Regions from separate parts of the Mus musculus genome. Here all the other regions are linked to region 4. Evidence: chromatin contacts called from public HiChIP or PLAC-seq and Micro-C data. All regions are on one chromosome and are shown on one strand. The core of a region is the stretch at or near the end of the contact, and the rest is flanking DNA. Distances in the headings are between cores, read along the strand shown. Region 1 overlaps Gm30568 (a long non-coding RNA gene). Region 2 holds the start of Fam163a (family with sequence similarity 163, member A). Region 3 has its middle 29 kb from the start of Gm30472. Region 4 holds the start of Abl2 (v-abl Abelson murine leukemia viral oncogene 2 (arg, Abelson-related gene)). Region 5 has its middle 37 kb from the start of Tor1aip1. Region 6 holds the start of 4930439D14Rik (a long non-coding RNA gene). Region 7 overlaps Fam163a (family with sequence similarity 163, member A).

What was found. A called contact is a pair of places that touch in the nucleus more often than the background predicts. HiChIP or PLAC-seq counts read pairs in DNA pulled down with a chosen protein or histone mark.
Region 1: a FOXA1 HiChIP or PLAC-seq map of pancreatic cancer cells shows a contact between it and region 4. The contact joins the enhancer-like site here to the promoter of Abl2 in region 4. A contact is called at or near these places in 2 of 39 promoter capture datasets (hippocampal neurons and stem cell-derived epiblast-like cells), 2 of 484 Hi-C or Micro-C datasets (the N1E-115 cell line and embryonic stem cells) and 2 of 115 datasets of contacts at active chromatin or transcription factors (embryonic stem cells and pancreatic cancer cells).
Region 2: a Micro-C map of embryonic stem cells shows a contact between it and region 4, with 3 times the contacts expected there. The contact joins the promoter of Fam163a here to the promoter of Abl2 in region 4. A contact is called at or near these places in 2 of 39 promoter capture datasets (HPC-7-derived erythroid cells and neural stem cells), 1 of 484 Hi-C or Micro-C datasets (embryonic stem cells) and 2 of 115 datasets of contacts at active chromatin or transcription factors (forebrain and stem cell-derived neural progenitor cells).
Region 3: a contact with region 4 is called in an H3K4me3 HiChIP or PLAC-seq map of the SCID.adh cell line, with 5 times the contacts expected there. The contact joins the enhancer-like site here to the promoter of Abl2 in region 4. A contact is called at or near these places in 15 of 39 promoter capture datasets (the 3T3-L1 cell line, 3T3-L1-derived adipocytes, the HPC-7 cell line and 9 more), 3 of 15 datasets of contacts at CTCF or cohesin (large pre-B cells, pro-B cells and stem cell-derived epiblast-like cells), 31 of 484 Hi-C or Micro-C datasets (the AML12 cell line, the BV-2 cell line, the C3H10T1/2 cell line and 21 more) and 16 of 115 datasets of contacts at active chromatin or transcription factors (the HPC-7 cell line, the NIH/3T3 cell line, the SCID.adh cell line and 12 more).
Region 5: an H3K27ac HiChIP or PLAC-seq map of extraembryonic endoderm stem cells shows a contact between it and region 4. The contact joins the enhancer-like site here to the promoter of Abl2 in region 4. A contact is called at or near these places in 10 of 39 promoter capture datasets (the 3T3-L1 cell line, the C10 cell line, the HPC-7 cell line and 5 more), 3 of 15 datasets of contacts at CTCF or cohesin (the NIH/3T3 cell line, pro-B cells and stem cell-derived epiblast-like cells), 52 of 484 Hi-C or Micro-C datasets (the AML12 cell line, B cells, the Ba/F3 cell line and 30 more), 14 of 115 datasets of contacts at active chromatin or transcription factors (bone marrow-derived dendritic cells, differentiating embryonic stem cells, double positive thymocytes and 10 more) and 1 of 9 other capture datasets (embryonic stem cells).
Region 6: a Micro-C map of embryonic stem cells shows a contact between it and region 4, with 5 times the contacts expected there. The contact joins the promoter of 4930439D14Rik here to the promoter of Abl2 in region 4. A contact is called at or near these places in 1 of 39 promoter capture datasets (pre-B cells) and 2 of 484 Hi-C or Micro-C datasets (embryonic stem cells and regulatory T cells).
Region 7: an H3K27ac HiChIP or PLAC-seq map of trophoblast stem cells shows a contact between it and region 4, with 6 times the contacts expected there. The contact joins the enhancer-like site here to the promoter of Abl2 in region 4. A contact is called at or near these places in 3 of 39 promoter capture datasets (the 3T3-L1 cell line, the HPC-7 cell line and liver) and 2 of 115 datasets of contacts at active chromatin or transcription factors (forebrain and trophoblast stem cells).

Annotation. Positions count from the first base shown.
Region 1 is chr1:157,059,893-157,063,217 of GRCm38.p6, forward strand. It overlaps Gm30568 (a long non-coding RNA gene), which reads right to left. Exons shown (of 3, transcript XR_373631.2): 3 at 1-274. Among named protein-coding and RNA genes, the nearest start is that of Gm30568, 20 kb to the right of the region's middle. Within about 2 kb of position 1,474, at least 46 of the 459 cell types and tissues checked have an H3K27ac peak or open chromatin away from gene starts, as enhancers often do. A contact at or near this core is called in the N1E-115 cell line and pancreatic cancer cells, where this site is marked.
Region 2 is chr1:156,203,771-156,206,854 of GRCm38.p6, forward strand. It overlaps Fam163a (family with sequence similarity 163, member A), which reads right to left and starts at 1,256. Exons shown (of 5, transcript NM_177838.3): 1 at 1,060-1,256.
Region 3 is chr1:156,240,826-156,244,181 of GRCm38.p6, forward strand. No RefSeq gene overlaps it. Among named protein-coding and RNA genes, the nearest start is that of Gm30472, 29 kb to the left of the region's middle. Within about 2 kb of position 1,301, at least 15 of the 459 cell types and tissues checked have an H3K27ac peak or open chromatin away from gene starts, as enhancers often do. A contact at or near this core is called in DN3 thymocytes, the N1E-115 cell line, the P5424 cell line and 3 more, where this site is marked.
Region 4 is chr1:156,557,229-156,560,621 of GRCm38.p6, forward strand. It overlaps Abl2 (v-abl Abelson murine leukemia viral oncogene 2 (arg, Abelson-related gene)), which reads left to right and starts at 1,559. Exons shown (of 12, transcript NM_009595.3): 1 at 1,559-1,977. The coding sequence starts at 1,821.
Region 5 is chr1:156,071,532-156,074,783 of GRCm38.p6, forward strand. No RefSeq gene overlaps it. Among named protein-coding and RNA genes, the nearest start is that of Tor1aip1, 37 kb to the left of the region's middle. Within about 2 kb of position 1,895, at least 41 of the 459 cell types and tissues checked have an H3K27ac peak or open chromatin away from gene starts, as enhancers often do. A contact at or near this core is called in embryonic stem cells, extraembryonic endoderm stem cells, liver and 2 more, where this site is marked.
Region 6 is chr1:156,937,004-156,940,175 of GRCm38.p6, forward strand. It overlaps 4930439D14Rik (a long non-coding RNA gene), which reads left to right and starts at 1,791. Exons shown (of 2, transcript XR_003948625.1): 1 at 1,791-2,055; 2 at 2,124-3,172. It overlaps Ralgps2 (Ral GEF with PH domain and SH3 binding motif 2), which reads right to left and starts at 2,623. Exons shown (of 19, transcript NM_001159967.1): 1 at 2,486-2,623.
Region 7 is chr1:156,110,714-156,113,868 of GRCm38.p6, forward strand. The region is part of intron 1 of Fam163a (family with sequence similarity 163, member A); the gene reads right to left. Among named protein-coding and RNA genes, the nearest start is that of Tor1aip1, 76 kb to the left of the region's middle. Within about 2 kb of position 1,253, at least 12 of the 459 cell types and tissues checked have an H3K27ac peak or open chromatin away from gene starts, as enhancers often do. A contact at or near this core is called in trophoblast stem cells, where this site is marked.

The DNA of each region.
Region 1 (3,325 bases), core at 224-2,723, 500 kb after region 4:
CTGAGCACCGTGACAGGGAGCCCCAGCTGAACCGGAAGCTCATCTGGTATTTGTAATCGCAGTGCGCACCTACACACTGAGTTCTCGGTGATATCAGCTGTAGGGTTATCCAGGGTGAAGGAAAAGAACTGACAGAGAAAAAGAGTGAAGCGCGTAGGTGGGCTCATGGAACTCTAGACCTGAGTTTCACTGGCGCTCCATCCATCTTGAGCCTCCTATGCGTGGGAGGGTCTGAGAATCCGCTGACCGGCTGGAGGGGCCTCAGGTCCAGGAGCTAATCGAGAAAATGAACAGAAAGAACTCAGCTCCACTGGATGCAACATTTTTTGTTTGCTCGTTATTGAGACAGGCTTTCACTGTCCAATCTGGCTGGCCTGGGACTCACTATGAAGGCCAGGCTGGCCTCCAACTCACAGAGATCCACCTGCCTCTGCCTCCCGAGTGATGGGATTAAAAGCACATGTCGCCGGGCGTGGTGGCACACGCATTTAATCCCAGCACTTGGGAGGCAGAGGCAGGAGGATTTCTGAGTTCGAGGCCAGCCTGGTCTCCAAAGTGAGTTCCAGGACAGCCAGGGCTATACAGAGAAACCCTGTCGCAAAAAATCAAAGAAAAAAGAAAAAAGAAAAAAGAAAAAAGAAAAAAGAAAAAAAAAAAGAGAGACAGACTCTGTCTGTAAACCAAAACTAAAAGCATGAGTCACCCACACCCAGCAGGAATGCAACTCTTAGTAGGTTTATAATAGCAGCGCACAGCATGTATCAAACAGGATCCTTAATCCTGCTCCAAACACAGGCAAGGCCCCATGTCTGTCTTTCTGAAGCTTATGCTTTGAATCCCTATCATTTGCTGACCTTCAGATAACCATTGTTGCAGCACACTCGAGTGAGCGCATGTGTGCGTGTGTGTGTGTGTGTGTGCGCGTGTGTGTGTGTGTGCGCGTGTGTGTGTGTGTGTGTGTGTGTGTGTGTGTGAGTGAAGGGCTCCAGCCGGAACCTTGCAGCCCACCCTTTGTCCTCCCTCCTGACAGCTCATCAGTGGCTTGGGCAAACAGTGGAGAACAGGATGAGTTTGGGGTCCAGGCAGATCGGCCCTGGCCAGCTGTGTGACCTCCAGCCATTTAAGCTTTCTAAACCTGTTCCTTCAGCAACAAGGCAAAGCGTTCCACTGGACAGGCTTTGGGGGCAGATCACCATTTGCATCCTAGGGTCACTGTGTGCTGTCTGGGGTATCCTCAGGTCAGTTATCAAACTTTTATGTATCTCAGATGGATGTGACATGTAAGAAAGTTTGTTTGTTTGTTTGTTTGTTTGTTTATTTCTGCTGGCCTCGGGGCTTCCTAAAAGTAGGTCAAATTTTTATACAGACTTCCAAATGGAAGGAAGCAAGACTAAAACAGAGCAGCCAGGGTCGGCTTCTGTCCATGGCGTGCTGCAGCACTCATACACAGCCAATAAGCAAGAGCAGGAAAGCTGAGTCATCAGCATGCCACCAGGCTGGCTAACTGGGCAGAGCCCTCAGTGGGTACACTTAACAGTGGGTACTCAGGTTCAGGGGCTGGGGACATAGAGCATTTGTCTGGCATGTTTGAGGTTCTAGGTTCAATTCTGTGGGGTCTCAGAGAGAGAGAAAGAGACAGAGAGACAGACAGACAGAGAGACAGACAGACAGACAGACAGACAGAGACAGCGAGAGAGAGGGAGGGAAAGAGAGAATATATCCCGGCTCAGAACAGTGACTAAATAGCAATCAGTGCAAACCCAAAGTGGGTGGAGAATCTGATTACAGGACTTTTCGAACTGTCACATTAAATAAAGTGCCAACCTTCAACCAAAGGCAAGCAAATAAAGAAAATACAGTGTATTTCCCACCATTATCTTTTCCCCCTGTACACCTGATTCTTATTATTTGTGGGTTCCATATTTGTGGGCTTATCTCCTTGCAAAAATGAATGTGTCATCTCAGAATCAGTCCTCATGACTCACGCTGCTTCTGTGGTCTTTGGGGGCACTGTAGAGTGGGAAACAATTTGAGATATTTCGCCATCTTGACCCAGCTCTTACTTTGTTAACAAGTGTCCATGGAGTACAGTGGGTGACATGGCGCTCGTTGTTGACGCTCCTTGGCTCATAAATGCTATGGTGTGCCTTTTAAGGAAGTGCATGTCGGTACGCTCTGATGGGGTGAGACTTCAGTGGGCTGAACACACAGTGGGCTCTGAGTTCAATATTTACAAATCCGTGGTATGTATTAGATAAGATAGCCTTAAGTAGATGGAAAACAAGGTTAGAGAGTTGATTAGTTTATGTGCCAGAGGCTTGTAGGAACACACTCTATTTCCTCAGCAGCCATGACTCAGTATTATTTAATTCAGAGTCCACAGTGGATTGTGAGTGACAGGAATGGGTTGTGTGCATGCCTGATTTAATAGGCCAAAGCCTGGCTGTAGTATGGGTAACTACGCCCGGAAATCATCTCCATAAACCTTGAACCTGGGCTGGATTTGCTACCAGTATTGGCCAATAAAACATGACAGCATTGTACAAATTCTGGAGCCTAGGCTCGAGAGATTCGACAGCTCTTTGGCTTTGTCCTCGTGAAACACTGTCCTGGGACCTTTGTGTAAGGAGGTGAACTGAGCCTGCTGCAGGATAAGAAGTCATCAAGGTACCCAGGCAACAGTCAACAGTCAACAGCCAGGGCTACACAGGCATACAAGGACATTGTGGCCTTTCTGAGCCAACCAAACCACTAATCCCCCAGCCAGATACCATTGTCTGTGTGTGTGTGTGTGGGGGGGGGGGGGAATCCTGCGAAAGAGCTCTCTTCTGACTCACAAGTCATACAAAATTAGAAACTGTGTTGTCAAAACTGTAACTTGGTTGGTCATTTGTTTTTTATTTTATAGGAGTTGATAACTGACACGCTGACTTGGAGTTCAGTGTGGTCAGGAGACTTACTTTTGCAACTTAAATATGGCACATGTGACTTCTGGGGGGGGGGCACACTTAATTGTTCTTCTTCCGCTGTGGCATTCACAGAGGTATGTGCTTATAGAGAGCTATGAATGATCATCATACAGAATCAATACACGAGGAAAGTTGCCCTAAAGTCTGCCCATCTGAACCCACAGAAGATCTCATGTGAACTAAAATAAATTAAACTTGTGTTATATCCATTCTAGGATTTGGGAATGTTTGATGCTGTAGCGTATCTAACTCATTCTAATTGGCACAAGGCTGGAGATCTTAAACATTCTCTATGCAAAGCATTCCCCACTATACAGGAAGAGAATTCTAGGCCCATCTGGGAAGAGCTAGGAATA
Region 2 (3,084 bases), core at 6-2,505, 350 kb before region 4:
GAACGAGGAGAGGGTCTGCTGTCCTCACAGAATGGAAAACCTAGAGAATGGGTCTGAATTGGTTACCTGCCACATCAAACCTGTTAAGAAGCACAAATGTCCAGGGCCCCACAGGTCCACGCAGAGAAAAGGAATGTCCTGGCGAGACCAAACACCAAAACAAACAAAAACAATGCCCTCCCCCACTCCCCAGTCACAATCAAAGGGGATGAATAGCCCTGGGAGCTGATAGTTCTTATGTTTCTTTCCGGCTTTTCTTCTTTGTCTTCTGGGTCTCAGAGCTCTGAGGACACCACCCTTCTAGGGAGTCTTGTAGAGCACCAACATTAGCAGTAAAGCTTGGGGTGACCAGGACCCAGCAGCAGACTCCAAGACTTTGTCCCTTGGTCCCTGGTCTCTATTTGGGTCAAGCCTTAATGCCACTAGCTGAAGCTTCCTTGCGACTGACACAGGGTCAGGGATGCAGATACAAGAGATGGTTCCGGGGGTCCAGAAGCAAGCAGGCAATGAACCTGGCAGGGAGCTGGACCTCTAAACAGCCAGGAACCTCCGGCTGCCCTGGACCCGGAGTCTCTGGCAAAGACAACTGTCCTCGAACTCCCTCCCGTTGTTGTGCCCACACATCCCGCCCCTTGAAGCACCTCTGCCCTCATTATTTCGTAAAACTTCAGGAAAATCTCTAGCAAGCCTGCTGGAACCTGGAGGCATCAACCGACGGCTGCCCATGAGCAGGGCAGCGCTCTCCAACCCCCCGCACCCACCCATTGCCTAGGAGATCGGGGTGGGGGGGACATCCAGTGTCGCTTGCCCTGCGAGTGGTCTCCTAGGGTCCCAGAGTGTCGCCAGCACCAAGGCTCAGCCTCCGCATCCCCATGAAAGAAGGCCGGAGCAGGGAAAGTGGTGAGGGGCTGATCGGTGAGGACCGGTGGAAGCGAGGGGCTCCAGGGGCCGGCAGCCCGCAGCCTCCCACCAGCGCCTCTAGGAGCTGCTGCGGGAGCCAGGACGCGGAGCCCGGTTAAGGCGGGTGCTCTGCGCAAGGCGGCGCCGGGGCGCGCTTACCTAGGTGTTCAGGCGCCCCCGACAGCGCTCTAGCGCCGGGCACATCCACGCACCGAGCCCAGAGATCCGTCTGCTGCTCCGCCGCGCCGCCTCACTCCCTCTGCGTAGGAAATTGCCTCCTGGGTCCCCGGGTCCGGGCTTCTCTCCGCCGTGGCTCTTGCCGTGGCTCCCACTCAGCGCTGCCCTGGACTCTGCGCGCCTTCCTCCCAGCGCCGGTGGCCCTGCCGGCCCACGTGAGGCTGCTCTGCCCGCCCCGGCTCTGAGAGCACTGGCTGGGTACCCAACCTTGAATCTCCTGGCTCCTCCAGGTGGCCGAGGATGGGGGCAGGTGATAGGAGCTAGAGGGTGTCCTGAGAGAATCCCCAACCCGCAAGGAGGATTGCTCTTAGTGGGGTGATGGGTCAGCTGGAGTGATGGTCCAGAAAAATCTCTCACTCAGGTTCGCAGCCTTTTAGCCCAAGAAACACAGAGCCCAGCAGTCGGGGCTCTCCAGGGATGACTCAGTAGTGGGGACTTAGGGAGCTGCAGACGGGGTCCAGAATGGAAAATCTCGAAAGAGAGTTTAGGCGCCAGAGTGCGTAGCTGTCCACTGAAGGGGGATCACCTCAACAGCTACCTTCAAGGCACATCTAGGCCAGGGAGTCTAGTGACAGCTGAGGTCCCTCGTGGAGGGGGCAGAGTTAGAGTATGTGCGTGTCAGATCTGTCAGGAAAGAGACAAGAGGAACGTTAGTGATGATAGGGATTTCTTTACTGATGTCTCCTTAATTTTTTTACATGTATGTATGTATGTATGTATGTATGTATGTATGTATGCATGCATGCATGCATGTATATGTAGATGTCCATACTATAGCCTTGCTGGAATCAGTTCTTTCCTTACACCCTGTGGGTCCCAGGGATTAAACTCAGGTGGTCAGACTTGGCAACAAGTGCTTTACAACTGAGAGGTGCCTGTGAACTGTACCCCAAACAGGAAAATTGTGCTGGTAGTCGTTGGAAGGTTTCCTTGGAGAACAGGACAGGAGGAGAGGGAAGGAAGTTAGCCTAGCCAAAGCTTCTCAGGCCAGAATTCCTTTCTCAGAATCCTACCCACTTCACAGGCTTGTTTCACAAACCCTGACGATTCAGAGGAAGGAGAAGCTGGGTCCTGCAGGATAAGCTCGGCTTTTTCCCCCACTACAGTCAGGATGTTTTCTTCTTCACATCCTGCATAGTCTGAGTGGTTCGAGGGAAAGACCGCAGATTTGAGAAACCAAAATGAAATTCCAAACACGAGACATGATAGGTCCCCAGTGTGATCCGATCAAGGAATAAGAAAGATGTCACCAGGGTAGACTACTCATCTCATTCCCCCTCCACCCCGCCCCTGCAGGGGAACTTCTGTAGTTCAGAACCTCATTACTTTCTCTTCACAGGTTTTAAATATGCAGCCCACATTTCCTCTGTGTACCACCTTTTCTCACCACAGTGGAATCTCACACCAGCACATCTTTCTCATCTCCTTTTTGAAGGCAAAAGAACACAGTATGAGAATCCTGCAATTTTATCACAGACCTTTAAACAGTAAAACAAGACAAGTATGTGCACAGGCTAATGGCTCATTAAAGTCAAACATCTATGTAATTACCATTCCAGTTAGTGCCAGAACCCAAAGTCACTCCACTACCTCTCCCACTTCCCAAGTCCCTGGTCCCACAGTAGCCACCATCCTAGCTGTATCACATCCTCGTGTGCCTTTAGAGTTTTGTCTATTTGTGACGCATCTGTGGATACCATCAGCACTTTGGCTTGCTTTAAAGCTTCCTCTACACAGAATAGCACAGCAAGCACTCCGTTTTTGTCTCTGTGCTTTTATTTGAACGTTTGTGGGAACTGCCTCTTTTGTCACATGTGGTTGTTTGCTCGTTTTTCATACTATTTAGTATCCCTTCATCACAATTCAGTTCTGTGTTTTTGACATTTGGGCTGTTTCTAGATGGTGTTACGGGAGATGGTGAACTGCTTAATGTAGATGCTGGGAATC
Region 3 (3,356 bases), core at 51-2,550, 320 kb before region 4:
TCTTTGGACACTAAAGCCCAGCATCTTTAGCCCTCCTCCTCTGTGGTCTGAAGACCTGCTGGTCCCAGGAATCCAGCCTCATAGACCAAGTGGTTAGCAGATGCTCACTCTCTCCAATGTGAAGGCAGCCATTGCTGGACTACCCAGACCATACAGGTAAGCCAGCATAACTTCCCTTTCTGGATATATTCATCCTATTGGCTCTGTTCCTCTGGAGAACTCTAATAAATTTATGTAATAAGTGCCTAGTAAAGCCATACTAACCTCACTATGACACAGTATTAATCTCTGCCACATTTGGGCAAGATACTTAACTCTTGTGCCTCGGCTCTCTTACACTGTAACATATTGTAACATGTGGTCATTGTCTGCCTTATACTGTAACATAATGTAACATATCATTGTTGGAATTGGGTTTTGCCTTTCTCTTGCTGCTAGGTGGCGCTAGAGGACAAGCACTAGATCCTCTATCACACAATATAGAGTTCCTGCAGGTTCTCCTAGCCAGGACACCACAAAGTAAGAACACTCCCCCTTCCACCCCTATTCCCCAGAGCCTTGGCTACTTCATATGTGCAAAGTATGTGTTCTACATGTAGCTGTATTCTCAGCCTGAGAAAATCCTTTTGGAGATTCACAGGCATGCCTGAACTGTGAGAATTTTATATTCTTCCTGCTAGAATTCTACAATGTACCAGCCTTAGTCCTAACGGAAGATGGCCATAGATTTTCTTTTGACTGAGCTGTCTTGGTTAGTGTAATTAGAGCCTTGTTAGGGTTTTCCCACTTCTTCCAAGGAATAAAGTCACAGTTTATTGCCAATTTCTGTAAAGGGGGAATGCTCTGGCTATTTTGCATAGAGTAAAATTAGAAAATAAATTGAAACCGTGGGAAGATGACCCTATGAGAATTACCCTAAAGCTCTATTCCCAAAGAACTCACTTGGAAGTCGCTTTAACTACTTTTCCAGGTTAAAAATGAATAATTGGAGTAGAGAAGCTCCAAGCTGCATGCTAAATTCGATTTTCTATAGTGCAATGGTAGGTACCTGCACTTGCTGGCGCGGCCGCAGAGTGCTTGTCCTCGAGCGCCATCTAGCAGCAAGAAACGACAAACACAGCCTCGAAAAGGCTCCACTTGCTTGACCCTTAGAGGGAAACAAGCCATAATTTGGCTGTTCTACTCACAAAGTCTGCTCTCAGGAGGAATTCAGTGAATTCTTGGGCTTACAATCGCCACACTGAAGTCCCACGAGGTCTTTAAAGCCGCTTTTAACCCCTCTCCATCACGGACCTGCTGCTCCAGAGGGAGTGCAGCTTGTCCCATGGGTGCAGAGGGACAGAGCACACGCTGGGCAGTGCCACCAAGGCTCCCTGTCCTTTTGTCAGGCCACCTGATGCTCTACTGTCACCTTTCAAATACAAAAGGAAGTACAGTGTGCTAAGGTTTTAGCAGCTATTCCTTTTTTCTTGTCCAGCTGCTGTTCTGTGAGCAAACCTTGAGAGCAGCTCTGGGCTTCTGGGAATATGTTGCCACACCGCCCAGGGCCAACATTAGCTCCTTGCTGTGAGTAGTGCCAAAAGCTATACAGATTCCGATACAAGGCTCACATCAAATTTGGTCAGCACGCAGTGGGAGGATGCTACGGGGGCGATAAAAGAATATATGATTTCAGTGTCCATCAGTCCAACCTAGGTCGCAGTCTTCGTTTCGGCCCATTTCAGATGAGACTGACTTCACAGCACTGTAGTTCTCAGTGTATTCCCAGGACAGCGGCCTGAGGGCTAAGCCTTGATCTGGCACAGTGGCTTACCGCATGAGGTGCTAGAGAGGAAAGGGGGCTCCAGAAGCAGGAAGGAGAGAGGATGCCGGCCGGCAGAGAGTGGCAAGGGAAGTTAGGGAAGCCTCTGATTCAGGGGGTGTGCTTGCACGTCCTTCCCCGAGCCTCACCATTCTTAAGTTTGACGGTTTCATGATGAGCACAGGGAGGCATGAGTATGTATGTATGTATGTATGTATGTATGTATGTATGTATGTATGTATGTTCAGCATTCTGCATAGTAGCTGTCAGCCGGATGCTCATTAGAACTACACGGAACCAGTTGAATCAGAATCTCTGAGGGATGTGGTCCAAGCGGAGCAGTATATTACTCACGAGATGTGGGAGGTGTTTGAGAGCTCCCCGAGTGATGCACAGGCAAGGTGAAGCTGACAAACTGCTGCTGTACCTGCCACTTGAATAATGTTTTTTTTAAGTTGTTAATTAATATATAAGATGTAAAAGGCGTGCGTATTGATGGGTTACTTTCCATGTAATGTTCAGTACAAGTATATGTGTGTAATGTTCACCTCAGGCCAAATGTATCTCCTCAAATACTTGCCTGGAGGTCCTCATGGTCTTGAACTTATGAGTTCAGGCTATCCTGCCATTTCAGCCCTTGGCTACAGCCACAAGCCCCCATACTCAGCCAGTTTTATTCTTTATGGTGTATATACTCCACATTTGGCTATCCTGTTTCTTAGTTACTGTAAGAACCCTTCAATGAATGCACAGTGCTGACATCTCTCCCAAATATTGATTTTATCTCCTTTCAATACACACGCAGTGGTGAATTACTAATTTATATGGGGGTTCTATTTTTTAACTTCTGAGGACTCCCAATATTTCTAAGACTACATTAACTTACACCCGAATAGTGTACGACGGCTCCGTTTCTGCTGCATCTTCGCTGGCACCAAGTTTTAGCCTTTTTGGGGTAAGCTGATAACTTTGTGTTGATTTCACTTCCCTGATGGCCAGTGATGATGTGACGTTTTATTTATAAAGACCCCATTCTTTTGAGAAGTGTCTGTTTAGATCTGTTGCCCAATCTTGAAATTGGGCTCTTCTTGCTATTGAGGTTTTTTTTTTTTTAACTTCCTTTGATTTCTGAGTATCAAATGAATAATTTGCAAATGTCTTTTTTCTTCCATCCTATAGGATACTACTGCACCTGCTAATTTTCAGTGAGAATTTCCTAGTTTTATTTATGTATATTTGCCGTTATTCCCTATGCTTTGGGAGTCTTGCCCCAGCCCCATCCTTGCATATTCCAACAGCGAGTAGTTGTTAATTAGGGACTGCTTCTTGGTGAGGTATGGGAGCTCTTCTCTGCTTCCTCCTCTTAGCACCGAGACTCCATCTGGCTTGAATCTGTGCAGGTCCTGTACATATCTGCTTTAGCCCTGTTGTGTCTAGAAGATGGTTTCCTTGGTGTCTTTCATCCCTTCTGGATTTTAGAATCGTTCTGCCTCCTCTTCCGCATAGTTGATAACAGATTCCAATATAACAACTCTTTCACTTCCAATTTTATCAT
Region 4 (3,393 bases), core at 309-2,808:
CTCTGGCTGTACCCTGGGTGGCGATGAAATAACTTAGAGTGTTCTTAGTGTGGGCACATGTGTGTGCGTGCCGGTCACAGGACAACTTTTACTGTCAGTTCTTGCTTCTTTTAAGACAGGGTCCCTTAGCCACTGCACATGTAAGCCAGGTTTCTGGAGACCCCCTTATCTCTGCCTCCCCCCTTCTTGTGGACCAGCTGGGATCACAGAGCTTGGGCTGGTGCATCTGGCTTTTCTCTATGACCAGTAGCTGCTTGTGTGGGTCCTAGGCAGCAAGTTCAGGTGGTCAGGCTTGCAGTGCAAGTCTTCTTTGTCATTAACCCATCTTTCCCCAGCTCCTAAGGCTCTTTAATAGTGAATATCAAAATCAGCTGGAGTGGGGGGCGGTAGTAGCAAGTGGTAGAGCACTCACCTGGAACTCAAGGTCCTGAGTTTGAGTCTCACCCACATGCACTTGTGATCTTACACCATTCTACAAAAGACATGTATGGGGAATTATATCTATTTTGCTAATTCTTTTCTTCCCCAGGGTGGTTTTCCTTGGTTTAAGCAATGGCTCCAGTCCTCATGGCACATAGGGTGTACATCTATAAAAATAGCTTCTCTTCTGTCCATTTCTCTATTTAGACCCCAGACGGTGAAGATGAGTAAGTTTTGACTCAGAAACAAGGTCAAAGTGATTTATCTTTTCCTTGCCAAAAAGGAGGGCCCAACCTGCACTGAGAGGAAAGCATGTCTGTGAGAAGAGTCGCTTTACTGTCAGGCATTTTATTTATTTATTTATTTTAAAGATTCATTTATTTATTATATGTTAGTACACTGTAGCTGACTTCAGACACTCCAGAAGAAGGCATCAGATTTTGTTACAGATGGTTGTGAGCCACCATGTGGTTGCTGGGATTTGAACTCGGGACCTTTAGGAAGAGCAGTCGGCGCTCTTAATCACTGAGCCATCTCACCAGCGCCCCACCAGGCGTTTTAAAGTAAACAGAAACACATGCGGGTAGGTCGATGGTGGAAGAGTTCAAGAGAAATCCACGGTAGTATGAAGAATTGAGTTCTAACCGCTTTGCCAATAAGACGGCAAAGTGCACATCAAGAAATAATTCACCGAATTAAGTTAACCCCGCACTTGACCATCTCCCCGTGAATTCTGTACCATTCCAAACTTCATTCTGGGCCCAATGCTAAGTGTGTGTGAAGGGCTCCTCAATTGAATGGCAGCGAAGCCCAGGGATCAGGAGCCTCAGCTGTTTGGTGCTGAGCTGCGCGGCGCACGTGGTGGCTTCTCAGCCTCTTCTGATTTGACAGGTGGAGGTGGGACGGGAAAGGCCGGGCGCCCACAGTCCTCCAAGTGGGGCAGTGTGTGGAGCCGAACGTGGGTGAAGGTAGCAGTAAAAGCACTCGAGGGCCCTCGAAAGCTTCGCTGACCCTGTGGGCCCCGGCTTCCACCCAGCGGGGCGCGGCGCGGGGCGGGGCTCCGCCGAGCTCCGCCCACCGAGTAGCGGAGGTGCTTGGGCGAGAGGGGGGCGGGAGACGCTCTGTCCCACGCTCGCCCTGTGCTCGGTGGTTTAAAGATGGCGGCGGCGGCTGGGGCGAGGAGCCGCCGGAGGGGGAGGGAGAAGGAGAGTCTGTGAGTCGCTGGGAGGCAGCGCGGCAGCGGCTCCGAGGAGTCCGCGTGGGAGCCGCCGGCAACTCCGGCCCAGAGGGCCTGGGCTTGGGCCGGAGAGACCGGAGCGGCGCCAGGAGCTCCGGAGGCCGGAGCAGAGGAGGAATGTGAGCAAGGGTCGGCGGGGGCGCGGGAGTACGCGAGCGGCGGGATGGGGCAGCAGGTGGGCCGCGTCGGGGAGGCTCCGGGGCTCCAGCAGCCGCAGCCGCGCGGGATCCGGGGCAGCAGCGCAGCCAGGCCCTCGGGCCGCAGGCGGGACCCGGCGGGGCGTACCGCAGACGCCGGCTTCAACGTCTTCACCCAGCACGGTGAGTGTGTCCGGAGCCGGTGGAGGGCATGAGGGAGGCCGGGGAGGGGTGGGGTGGGGTCGGGGCGAGGTGCGAGGCGGATGGGCAGCCTTCGGGGGGCGAGGGCTGGAGGGGTGCCCGCGAGTGGGGGCGGAATCGGCTGCCATCTGGGCCAGTCACGGGAGGCGAGGCACACCCCTCCCCCCGCCTGGCTGGCAGCGTCTGGGGGCGGCGGCGGCGGCGAGCACGAACCGGGGTCTTAGGGACCCAGGCTTGACTGTCCTGCTATCCTGGGACAGGACGGGGCGACTGTGGAACTGTGGATGGTATCCCCAGGGAGGGAAGGATGAAGGCAGGTATGAGCTCAGGTTCAGGAGGTGGGAGGATAAACCGGTTGTGAACGACGGGAACGAGTCGTGCCCTGAGGAATTGGGAAATAGGTACTGAATCTTTAAGAGATTGTGGTGGCATATTCGGTATGTGCTTTATGAACCAGGCGGTGAGCAGTGTCAGAATGGTGAACTGTGAAACCCTTTTCCGTATCTTTTTACTTTCAACAGAGTATTTTCTCCAAACTAGAAATGAAAGGCTTTGCCAAACCACCCTGTTCTGCCTATCCGAGTAGGACACAGGATTCTGAGATGGCTGGCGGGGCTGTCGATGGGTGGGCATGGTTAGGGCTTCCTTCCATGTGGTCTGAACATGAGTTTTTCTTTGAGCTGCATTGGTGTATACATATGTGCTCCGCATAGTCTGGGACTTACTCGGTGTCATATTCTTCAGAAGGGCTGTTTCTAAACTATTTAAAATTATATTTATTTTGTGTGTATGTGTATGTGCGCACACACCCATGTATGCAGAGGTCAGGAGACAACTTGGGGAGTCATTTCTCCCAGGTATTAAACTCTTTATCAGGCTTGGGGGCAAGTGCCTGAACTCTAGTAAATACAAATTTTGAGCACATACTCTTAATTTGTGTGTCTTTATTAATATAGACAAGGTTATAGTAATTAACAAATAATGTAATCAACGGTCAGAAATAGAGTATAAGAAAGGGTGCCATGAGGAAAATTAAGTATAGAGCCTTGTAAATTAGTGACAGTGTACACAGCTTATGTGAGGCCTGAGTTCAAGCCCCAGTATCGAAGAAGAAGAAGAAGAAGAAGAAGAAGAAGAAGAAGAATGAATGAATATTTTTTCCCCTTGATGCCAAGTGGATTCTTTTGTTCTTCCATAGTGTGTTGTTGACCATTTTTAAGAGCATTGTTCTAGAGGAGGGCAGAATAGAGAAGGAGAAAAATATCAGAAGCCATCCTAAGACCTGAGAGGCTGGTGATGGAGATGTAATATCTGTAGGAAGGACCGGCTAGCAGAGGTAGCAAGCTGGTTTCATTGATAATATGTACAGGAGTGAAGTGAAGGATAAACTGTCCCGCT
Region 5 (3,252 bases), core at 645-3,144, 490 kb before region 4:
CAGAAATGTTGGAAGGCTAGTGGTAATGGCCGTTGGACACTGTAAGTTCATGCCATGGGATCCTATGTGCACTTCAAATTGGCTTAAAATGCATATTTTGTGTGACATTTTTTTTCTTTTGCCACTACAAAAAGAAAATACTTTTGAATTCATACAAACTGTGCTGCCTAGCCCTATTTTTTTTCCTTTTAAGGTTCTCCATTAGTTGCTACCAGTTCCTGACTCAGCCTCCTTAGCGGTAGGGCTGAGGGCCGAGAGGAAGGGAGGAGGGACTCAGGTCAAGGAGGAATAGGGCCGGGAGGTTCTCAGTAGCCAGAGGCTGGAGGTCTGCATCTTCTTCATCTGGAACTCTTGGGTGTTCAGAGGACCTTAGAAGATCACGGTGAGGGTTCTAGTTTAGGTTGGTTTTTTTGTTGTTGTTTTTGTTTTTTCAAGACAGGGTTTCTCTGTGTCTGTGTAGTCCTGGCTGTCCTAGAACTCACTCTGTAGACCAGGCTGGCTCGAACTCAGAAATCCACCTGCCTCTGCCGCCCAAGTGCTGGGATAAAAGGCCTGCGCCACCACTTCCCGGCCCACTAGTTTAGTTTTAAGATGTTTATTTGACACAGAACACAATCCTCTGGAGGAGAGCGCTCTTTTGTTAGTTTTAGGACTAAATGCAATTCCCAATAGGTCAAAGAACCCTGGGTCAAGGCAAAAGCCTCCGGCCGTCCCTATGTGGATGAGCAGGAGTAGACACAGGCAGCCAAAGGCCTGAGCTGGAGCCTGAGACCACCTGCTCGGGCACTTGTGTCCTTATGTTTCAGACCCCAAAGGGAAGGTGACCTTAGGTCCTTACTCAAGGTGACCCAGCCACCACACATCTTGTGACCATCCCTATGGAGGCAGGAACTGCCACACCCACTTAAACTCTGGGCAACAGTGCTTTTCAACTCCCAACTCTGCATGGGTGGCGTGTGGTAGGAGGGTTCCACGGTGACAAGATAGAGAAGTGTGATGGCCAAATGTTTCCCTGGGGCCTGGACCAAGTATATCCCCCCCCCTGGGGTCTGCTCATCTTTGGTAAAGGACTGGTACACCCAGGACTGTGGGAATGAAGGTTATGGAAGGAGGTGGGACTTCGTCCTTGGTCCAGGCAAGGGTCTTGGCCTACACTTTGGACTACACTTTGGCCTACACTTTGGGAACAATGAAGAGTCGATAAGAAACCATCCTCCTTAATCCTCAGAATTGTGCTTGTCCTAAATATATCAACATGTTCCCTAAACAACCTTCCTTAAATGTATCAAAGTACTTCCTGAACTGCAATGTTGCAGATCATCTACAGAGTATAAGCACACCACAGTGTTGGGATAACCCTTAAAAAGGAGCTCTCTGCTCCCCTAAGCCTTAGAGGCTAAGGTTTGCTGAAATCCCCTGTCCCCCTGAGTTGACCCTCCAGCCCTTTCTCCCCTCACTCCCTTTGCCAATTAAGTCTCCCACTATCACCTGCATCCAGAAAGCCCAGGCAAGTTAGTTTCTAAAGATATAAAACAGACTTGTCTGAACAAACAACTCCAGGGGGTTGTGGGGGCGGGGTGGGGGGCAGGGTGGGGGGACTGCAGGCTTGCAGGTAGCCTGGGAAGTTCCATTTAACTTCCCAGTTCCCATGGAAACTCCAAGTATTTCCATCCCCTTTGGTATAGATGCCCCTTTCCTGCAGTGTTTGCTCCCCCAAGGTCCCACTGTTTGAAACAAATACGGTCTGCTGAGGCCAGACAGGCCTCTGTTGCTAAGGTGCCTCAGCAGAGCCGGTCTGTTACTATTCTCCATCCCTGATTGGAGGGACCCCATCCCTGACCTTTGGTTGTTTGTCTGGACTTTCGAGACCTGGTTTCTCTGAGCTGCTCTGGCTTTCCGAAACTTGCTCAATAGACCAGGCTACCTTCGAGCTCAGAGATCTGCTTGCCTAGGCCTCCTGAGTGCTGGGACTAAAGGCACCGTACTCTCACTCCCAGCTGGGACTAAAGGCATTCAAAGCTCGTTCACCATTCTCTAGCCTCCAAAGTGGCGGTGCCTTCTCACCCAGTCCTCCCACCTGCGATACAGGGCGTCGCCTCTTTCTCTCACTTCCTTCTTCCCGCTTAGGTCTGGACAGAGCAATGGCTTGGGGCCGAAAAAGGTCAAAGACTATGTGGGAGAGGGAAAGGCTGAACCCAGATGGTTGCGAGCCCCCCACCCCACCCCACCCCACCCCCACCCCCCGCCAAACTTGAGGCCAAACAGATGCTTGAAGAGCAGCCCTGTCTTTCAGGGTAAAGGAATACAGTTTGTTGTTTGTTTTGAGGGGGTGGTTTGTTTTTGTTTTTTTGGTTTTTCGAGATAGGGTTTCTCTGTGTAGCTCTGGTTGTCTTGGAACTCACTCTGTAAAACAGGCTGGCCTCGAACTCAGAAATCCGCCTGCCTCTGCCTTCCAAGTGCTGGGATCAAAGGCGGGTGTCACTACGCCCGGCGTGAAATATAGTTTTTAGCTTAATTAATGTATACCAAAGTTATTTGCAGAGCTTGCTGTCTGCACCAGCCACTATCTTTGGCTGTCTCCTGCTGCTTAAAGAATCTTCCCTTCCCTGACAGTGTAAACAAATTCAAGACCACCCGGCCCCTTCCCTATCTGCAGGGACAGACTAGTGGACATAAAGGCCACAGCTGCCAGAAATGACCGTCCTTGAGAAAACTTTCCTACCCCTCCTCAGTCTGAATTCTGAGGAAAACTACAAACTGCTTTGACCTTGCTGATTGCTAAGTTTTCTGCCAAATTAAAATTATACTGTTGATTTATTAGCCAATAATAAAATAGCTGTGTGAGCCCCTTCACAAAAAGTATAGATCAACTGTATTTTAGACAATCGGGGTTGACTCTCCCTGCGAGATTGAGCAACCCCACGCGCGTCGGAATAAAAACCTCTTGTTATTACAGCGATCGATCGTCAAGCTGTGTTTCTGGGGGTTGTGTTCTCTATACCTGGGCCCCGGGGGTCCAACAAGGGCACCCCCAGAGTAATGGGGGTAAAGTGCCACAAAAATGTGCTTCAGGCTCGTTGGTTCTCGGAAGTGAGCCCCTCTAGCAGAACAGAGGCCAGCTGGTCCCCAGGCAACGCTGAACACTTCCGGTGATACCAGAGAAGGGCTGTGGCGGGGCCAGAGGTCTTAACAGGAATGTCCTGGCCACCAGCTGCGGCCCACTCAGCTGTACTCATAGCCCTGAGGTGGGGA
Region 6 (3,172 bases), core at 541-3,040, 380 kb after region 4:
CTCTAGAAACAACAGTCTAGGCCTGGGATCCCTGTATGATTACTGATAGCTGGCCTCCCACTCTGAAGTGGAGAGACTAATGCCTGCGTAGGGTAAATACTTTTAAAGCTCTGAAATCTACAAAGATCTACACCAATGCATGTCACCATGATTATTAATCAGAGCATAAACTAATCTCTTCTCATCAGCCCCTTGGAATCCAGTAAGATTTTTCTTTAACAGACGGGTAGAATGCCATTTCCCTGGGGGGATGTCGGCTTACTTCTCCTGAAGACTCTTACAAACAAGTAAATACCAAGACAAGAATATCAGCACACATTTCATTTAAGTATATAAACCAACAGATTAATTGTCTAGCCACATATAAACCACACACCCTCTGACTCCAGGTAGAGTAATATTTAGATATGTTTGGAAGCCGGATACCTAGTGTGTATAAACACAAGCACAGTTTAAGACAACTGTCTTGATGCTTTTATTCACTAACAGTTCCTTCTATCCTCAGAAGGAAAAATGCAAGCAGTATCCTAACTCAAAAGGCATCCTGAGTTTTCACTTCTACACTAACAGAGCTGCCCACTGATGACTTTATCTCCATCACAGCACGTGTGCGTTTGTGCGCTGCAGCATCCCCTCCACACCCATCAGGACACAGCGGGACGCGGAGATACTCTGTGTGTTTAGAAGAATTGACCCTCTGGACAAGAGCTTAAAAGGAGCTTTTGATCCCAACTCCTCATAGGCAGAGTCAGGCAGATCTCAGCCAGTTAGAAGCCAGCCTGGTCTATGTAGTGAATTCCACCGACAGCTAGAGCTACATAGTGAGGCTCTGCCTCAAAAAAAAAAAAAAAAAAAAAAAAGTTTCAAGTTGCAATCAAATTATTATTACCAACAAAGCCATCTTTCACCAAAGGCAACCACTGCCCCAATTTTAATTGTAAGCTCGTTTTTAAAATGCACACAAATTGCATTCATTACTCACACATGTCTGGTTCATAGCTATCTTTTAAATTTTATTTTCTCTCAGAATTTTTGGGTGTATCCTCCCTGATACTGTAATATCAAAAAGTATACTAGGATCTTGACACACAAGCAGATCTTTCAACTTCTGCTGCAATCTGGTGAATAAAAGATAGAGAACAGTATTTGCAGAAAAAGTCAAATTCCTGAAATCAATGCATGGTGAGATAGAATGGACTGGGTTTTACTATTTTAAAATTACTATGCCAGAATTTAAGCTCAAATAACTATACTTAAACCATTCATGGGAACTCTAATAGACACATTTAATATATACATGTGGCTAAGACAAGCAATTTTCCACATTTTTGAAGCTTCATGACTACACACATTCAGTAGAGGTTATTATTATTAAAATAATACTGTTTGGTTACAAATCCCACTCCTGCAGTAACAGTATTACACTTACTACATTTATGATGCTACAGCCCGAACAATCATATCTGGGTGGGACAGGCTTTTACAGTTTGCAAGTTAACGAACTGTGGCACTGCGGTACTCTCTCATGCAAGGAATGAAAAGTTCCACAAAATTCGAATGGTCATCTTCAAAGACACACGACCTCGAGTACACCGGATGGTAAACATTACATAAACAACGCCAAAGTCAACTCATAAACAAACACCAACACCGAAACAAAGCTCTATAGCTACTTCAGCGTACTAAGACGGGGTGTGGGGGTGGGGAGGGGATGCAGAGCACCTACGAGGAAAGGCTCAATTAACTGCCGCCCGTGCTTTCATCCTCCGATCTTAAACAAAAGACGCTGGATGCTTTCGGTGGAGAGCGCTTTCTGCAGAGGGATTTGGGGTTGCAAACGCCCCTCCTCCACGGCCACCAACAGGCCCCTTTCTTCCTCCTCCCTCACCCCTCCCAGCTCAAACAAATTAACATTCGCACTAAGGTACCTCCTATCAGCTCGCAGCTTCTTCCCAAACACGCCCACGCACCCTGAAACCCGCCTGCGTCTACACCGCACACGGCGGCAGGAAAAGCGCTTCGAGGGGGGCGGGGAGCCGCGGCGGCAGCGCACAGGTCCGGGCTCCCTTCCAGGTCAGCTCCCCATCGCCTCCCCGAGCCCGGTGTTTACGAGCCCGCCTAAGCCCACACAGCAAAGGAATCCCAGGCGCTGCGGGCAGCTAGCGCGGCGGTGCGGGACCCCCCTCCGTGTCCGCACGCGGCCTCCGCCGCCGCGGCGCCGCTCACCCCGCGCTCCGCGGGCGGTTCGGCCCCGCAACAGGTCACCCGCCTCGGCTCGGTGACGGGGGTGCAGGCGCCCCGGCCGAGAGGGGGTGTGGCTGGCGCGGCGGGGCCCGGCCCCGGCTCACCTGAGAGGCTGAGGCGACGCCGGGGCCTCCGCCACCGCGGGACCGCGAGCGACCCGCAGCCCGCCCTCCCGCGCCGCGCACCGCGGCCGCCGCCGCCATTGCCCGCGCCTCCCCACACGCCCGCACGCCACGCCGACCTGTGCAGCCGCGGCCGTCGCCTCCGCTTCGCCCGCGGCTCCGAGGCAATCGCTCGCCCAACCGAGCAGTCGGCGTCTCTCATTCAGCGCCTGCCGCCGGCGCTCGGGGGAGGGGAGTGCGCTGGATCCACCCCGGCCGCGCAGGGGGCGCGCGCCGGGCGGGCGGGGCGGAGCGGCGCGCGCACCAACCGAGCGCGCTCGCGCGGCCGGGAACGCCGGGTCGCCGGGGTCTCGGCGCAGTCTGCGGGCGCCGGGCTATGCCCCCCGAGGCCAACTGCCGCCCCGTACCGGTGTCCGAGGCGCGTGCCCCAGCCGCAGGCGCAGCACCGGCCGCAAGGACGAGCCGCAGGGTTCAGGACGGACAGGTGGGGCCCCGCGGCTGCTCCCCGCACGGGTCTCGTTGGCGCCTGGGACGCGGGCGTTGCTCCCCGCTCGGGCCAGAGGACAAAAGTCTGGAAACGCTTGGCCCCCAGATCAAATACCCAGCCCGTGAGGGCGGCGTCCTTAGGAGTCGTGGCGGACAAGTGGAGGGGGACTGCAAATGTGAAGAGTCACCCCACAGCCGTGGGATCTTAAATGATGGAGTCTGCACTCTAGCACATCATCATGCCGGAAGTGTTGGGTCGGCCTCTAGGTGTTAAGCAGGGTGGCTGCCGGTGGTTTAAGGAGCAAATAACAATATTTGGG
Region 7 (3,155 bases), core at 3-2,502, 450 kb before region 4:
GTATGTGCATATCTGGCTTGCAGAACACCTACCTTGTTTGAGGGCAAGGTCTCTTTGATATTCATCACTGTGTACATAAGACTTCTAGACATTCCTGTCTCCACCTTCACATCTCGCTGTTGAAACCCTGGGATTACAGACACAAACTACTGTGCCCCGACTTTACATGGGTTCTTGGAAGACTCAGGTCTTCATGCTTTTGTGGTTAAGTGCTTTAGCCACTGAGCCATCTCTCCAGATTCCTTGTAACACTCTTTCTCTGTCTCTCTCTGTCTCTCTGTCTCTGACTCTTTGACTCTCTGCCTCTGTGTGTGTAAGTGTGTATCTTTCTTTTTATGCCCTGGCTGTTTTGGAATTTGCTTTGTAGAACAGGCTGCCCTTGAACTCACAGAGATCCGCCTGCCTCTGCCTTCTGACGGCCTGCCTCTGCCTTCCGAATGCTAGGAATATAGGCGTTGGTCACCAAGTCTGGCTTTTTTAATGAGTTGGTTTCAGGCAGCTAGGAACGCAAATCTCCAGGAATGCCCAAGTCTGTATGGAAGCTGAAAACAATCATTATGAACATGGTGAGACAGCGACACGTAGGGGTGGGAGGCTGGATTGCAACTTTGACATTGCCTCTGAAGGGTAAGGTGGCTTGAAGAGTTCCTAAACTTTCCTAGGGAATGAAGGGCTTTCTCTCCCGCTAAATGAAGATGCAGACTCAGAATCTTCAAGGTCTGCTCTCTGCCTTTCTTTATTTTTCAAGCCAGAAGGCTGCCCATTGGGGCGACCTAGAACTGTAGGATCTGGAAAAAGGGCGCAACAGCAAATGCCAGATGGCGGGGAAGGAAGAAGGGTACCCAAAACTGTCCAGAAGTTGGGACACGGACTTTGAGGATCCAGATGCCTACAATGTCCACCAATTTTACCTTTCAAGTACCAAAAGATGTCTGCTTCACCTGGCCTGCCTAGTGACCCAGACCATACTGCCAGGCCTTACCGAGTACTTCCTGACCAACCCCTTCTGGGCTCCCTTCCCCCTATCCTGTTGCTATCCCAGGTTCCCTCCCATTAGTGCCCTTCTCATCCCTTCTACATCCACTAATTCAATGAGTCCCGGGTCTGTTGAATTAAGCCAAATGCTGTCCCTGCCAGAATCCTCTAACAGCTCTAATTGGAAAAACAGCCCCAGCCTCTGCCCATCAAAGCTGATTATATCCGTGAGCAGAGGGGCCTGGTCCTTGTCCGGGATGCGCGTTTCACCCTGCCCTGAGCTCATTCCGTGTTCCCTGGGGCAGCGCAGGAGTCAGCTCGGGAGAGGTGCTGTCCCTACTTGAAGGAGCAGCAGCTGGCTCTCGGCTTCTCTGACGGCATAAACAAACAGATTTGTGCGCATCACAGGCGACTGGAAACAACTCATGCTCAAGGCAAGAAGTCATTTTTCTCTTCCCTGCACTCACTTTCCCCTTCCACGAATCCCAGAGGAATCTACTAAGCTGGAGGTATGGATTCACTCCAAGAAAAGGTATTCTTGCCTCAGGGACCATCCCGAGATCCCACAGTCCAAGCACACTCCAGTTCCCAGGAGCCTGCTCATTTGAGGCTGCTCATTTGAATCCCGTTGCGGGGCGGAGGGGTTAGAGCGGTCAACCAATCAAGAGCATGTACCATTGGCTATGCTGAAACTAGCTTGAAGAGTGGCAGGTTCCAGCCCTCACCCTTTATTCTGAACATTTCCTTCACCATCATATCCATGAAGCAGGCATCCCATTTCCCCTTTGCACACAACTGTAACACTAATCTTCCTTGCATCTCTGTTAAACCATCGGTTGGAAGAGCCATCCTGAGTATATGCATGGCTTTCTACTTTGGTTGCCAAAAGTCTTGCGTGATACACACAGGATGCCGTTTCTTCTGAGATCTCCAAGCATCAAAACTTATAACAGCTTCTTGGGTTTTTTTTTGACACACTTGAGGACTAAGAAGTGCCCTCTGTCTTCTCACGGCCAAGATGCTAAGAACATTCTGGTCGTTTGGTGTATAAGTCTGGGAATACAGCCCTAGTCTGGCTGATATAAATAGGAGGTATTAGATGTTTAAGCAACGTTAAGAAGCTTAGTTGATTTCGCATGAGGGGTGAGGCATTTCAGCAAACCTAAGAAACCATAGATGGTCAGCGCTAACTGTCCTGGGGCAGGCACCAGCAGAGGTGTTACACAACCTCCAGCAAGCATCAGGACCACCTGGAGGATTTAGAGCCAAGCTATGGGGGTCTAATCGCCTGCCTGCTGGGGTGGGCTTGAGGTTTTGCATTCCTCAGTTCTCAAGTGATGCCAACGTGGTGTCCACACACAGAGAAGCGTATGTACCGATAGTCTCGGTTAGCACCTCCTCTGTATTGACTAATGGCCACAGCAAGGAAGAGCTGCCACCTCACTTATGTGTTTATGCATTTGGCCATATGTGCTTCCTCCCTTTGAGACAGTCTCTCTCTCTCTCTCTCTCTCTCTCTCTCTCTAGCCCAGGCTAGCCTTCCAAGTACTCAGATTATAGGGACACCTCACCATGCCTAGTTCATATTTTACTCCTGATGGATTAGGTTGAGATCTTGTCTTGATCGTGGTCATTGGTAAATAACACTGCTTACGTTTCCATAAACATGCTTTATATTCAGATTTTCCATTTCACACTTAGGAGACAAGATCCACAATTCCTTAATGTGCTTATAACAGGACATAATCAAATTACACAGAATTTCTGAACAGAAGTGAGATTGAATTTACAGGTTATTTTCTCCTCCTGGTTATGGGCATCCTTGAGATTTTCTCTACGCCATAGATCTGTGCCCTTTGGCCCATCATGAGGAGGACCCCCCTTTGAGCCCATGTTGTGTCTTATATTCATTCGAACCTGCCTGGCCTCAACCCCCTAGGCCTGCACTCCGGATGCTTAGCCAAGTGTCAAGCATTGGGCCACACCAGGGCATTCTTCAGAGTATACATTGTCTGTGAAAACAATTGCTATCTTCCAGAAATAAATAATATTATCATATCAGGAATGACATACAGTTATATATGACTCTCTGTATGTTATACATTATTCCCATTATTGAATAAAATGCTCCAAACAATTCTACCTACTGCACAGACCATCCATAGTATTACAAGTCAATC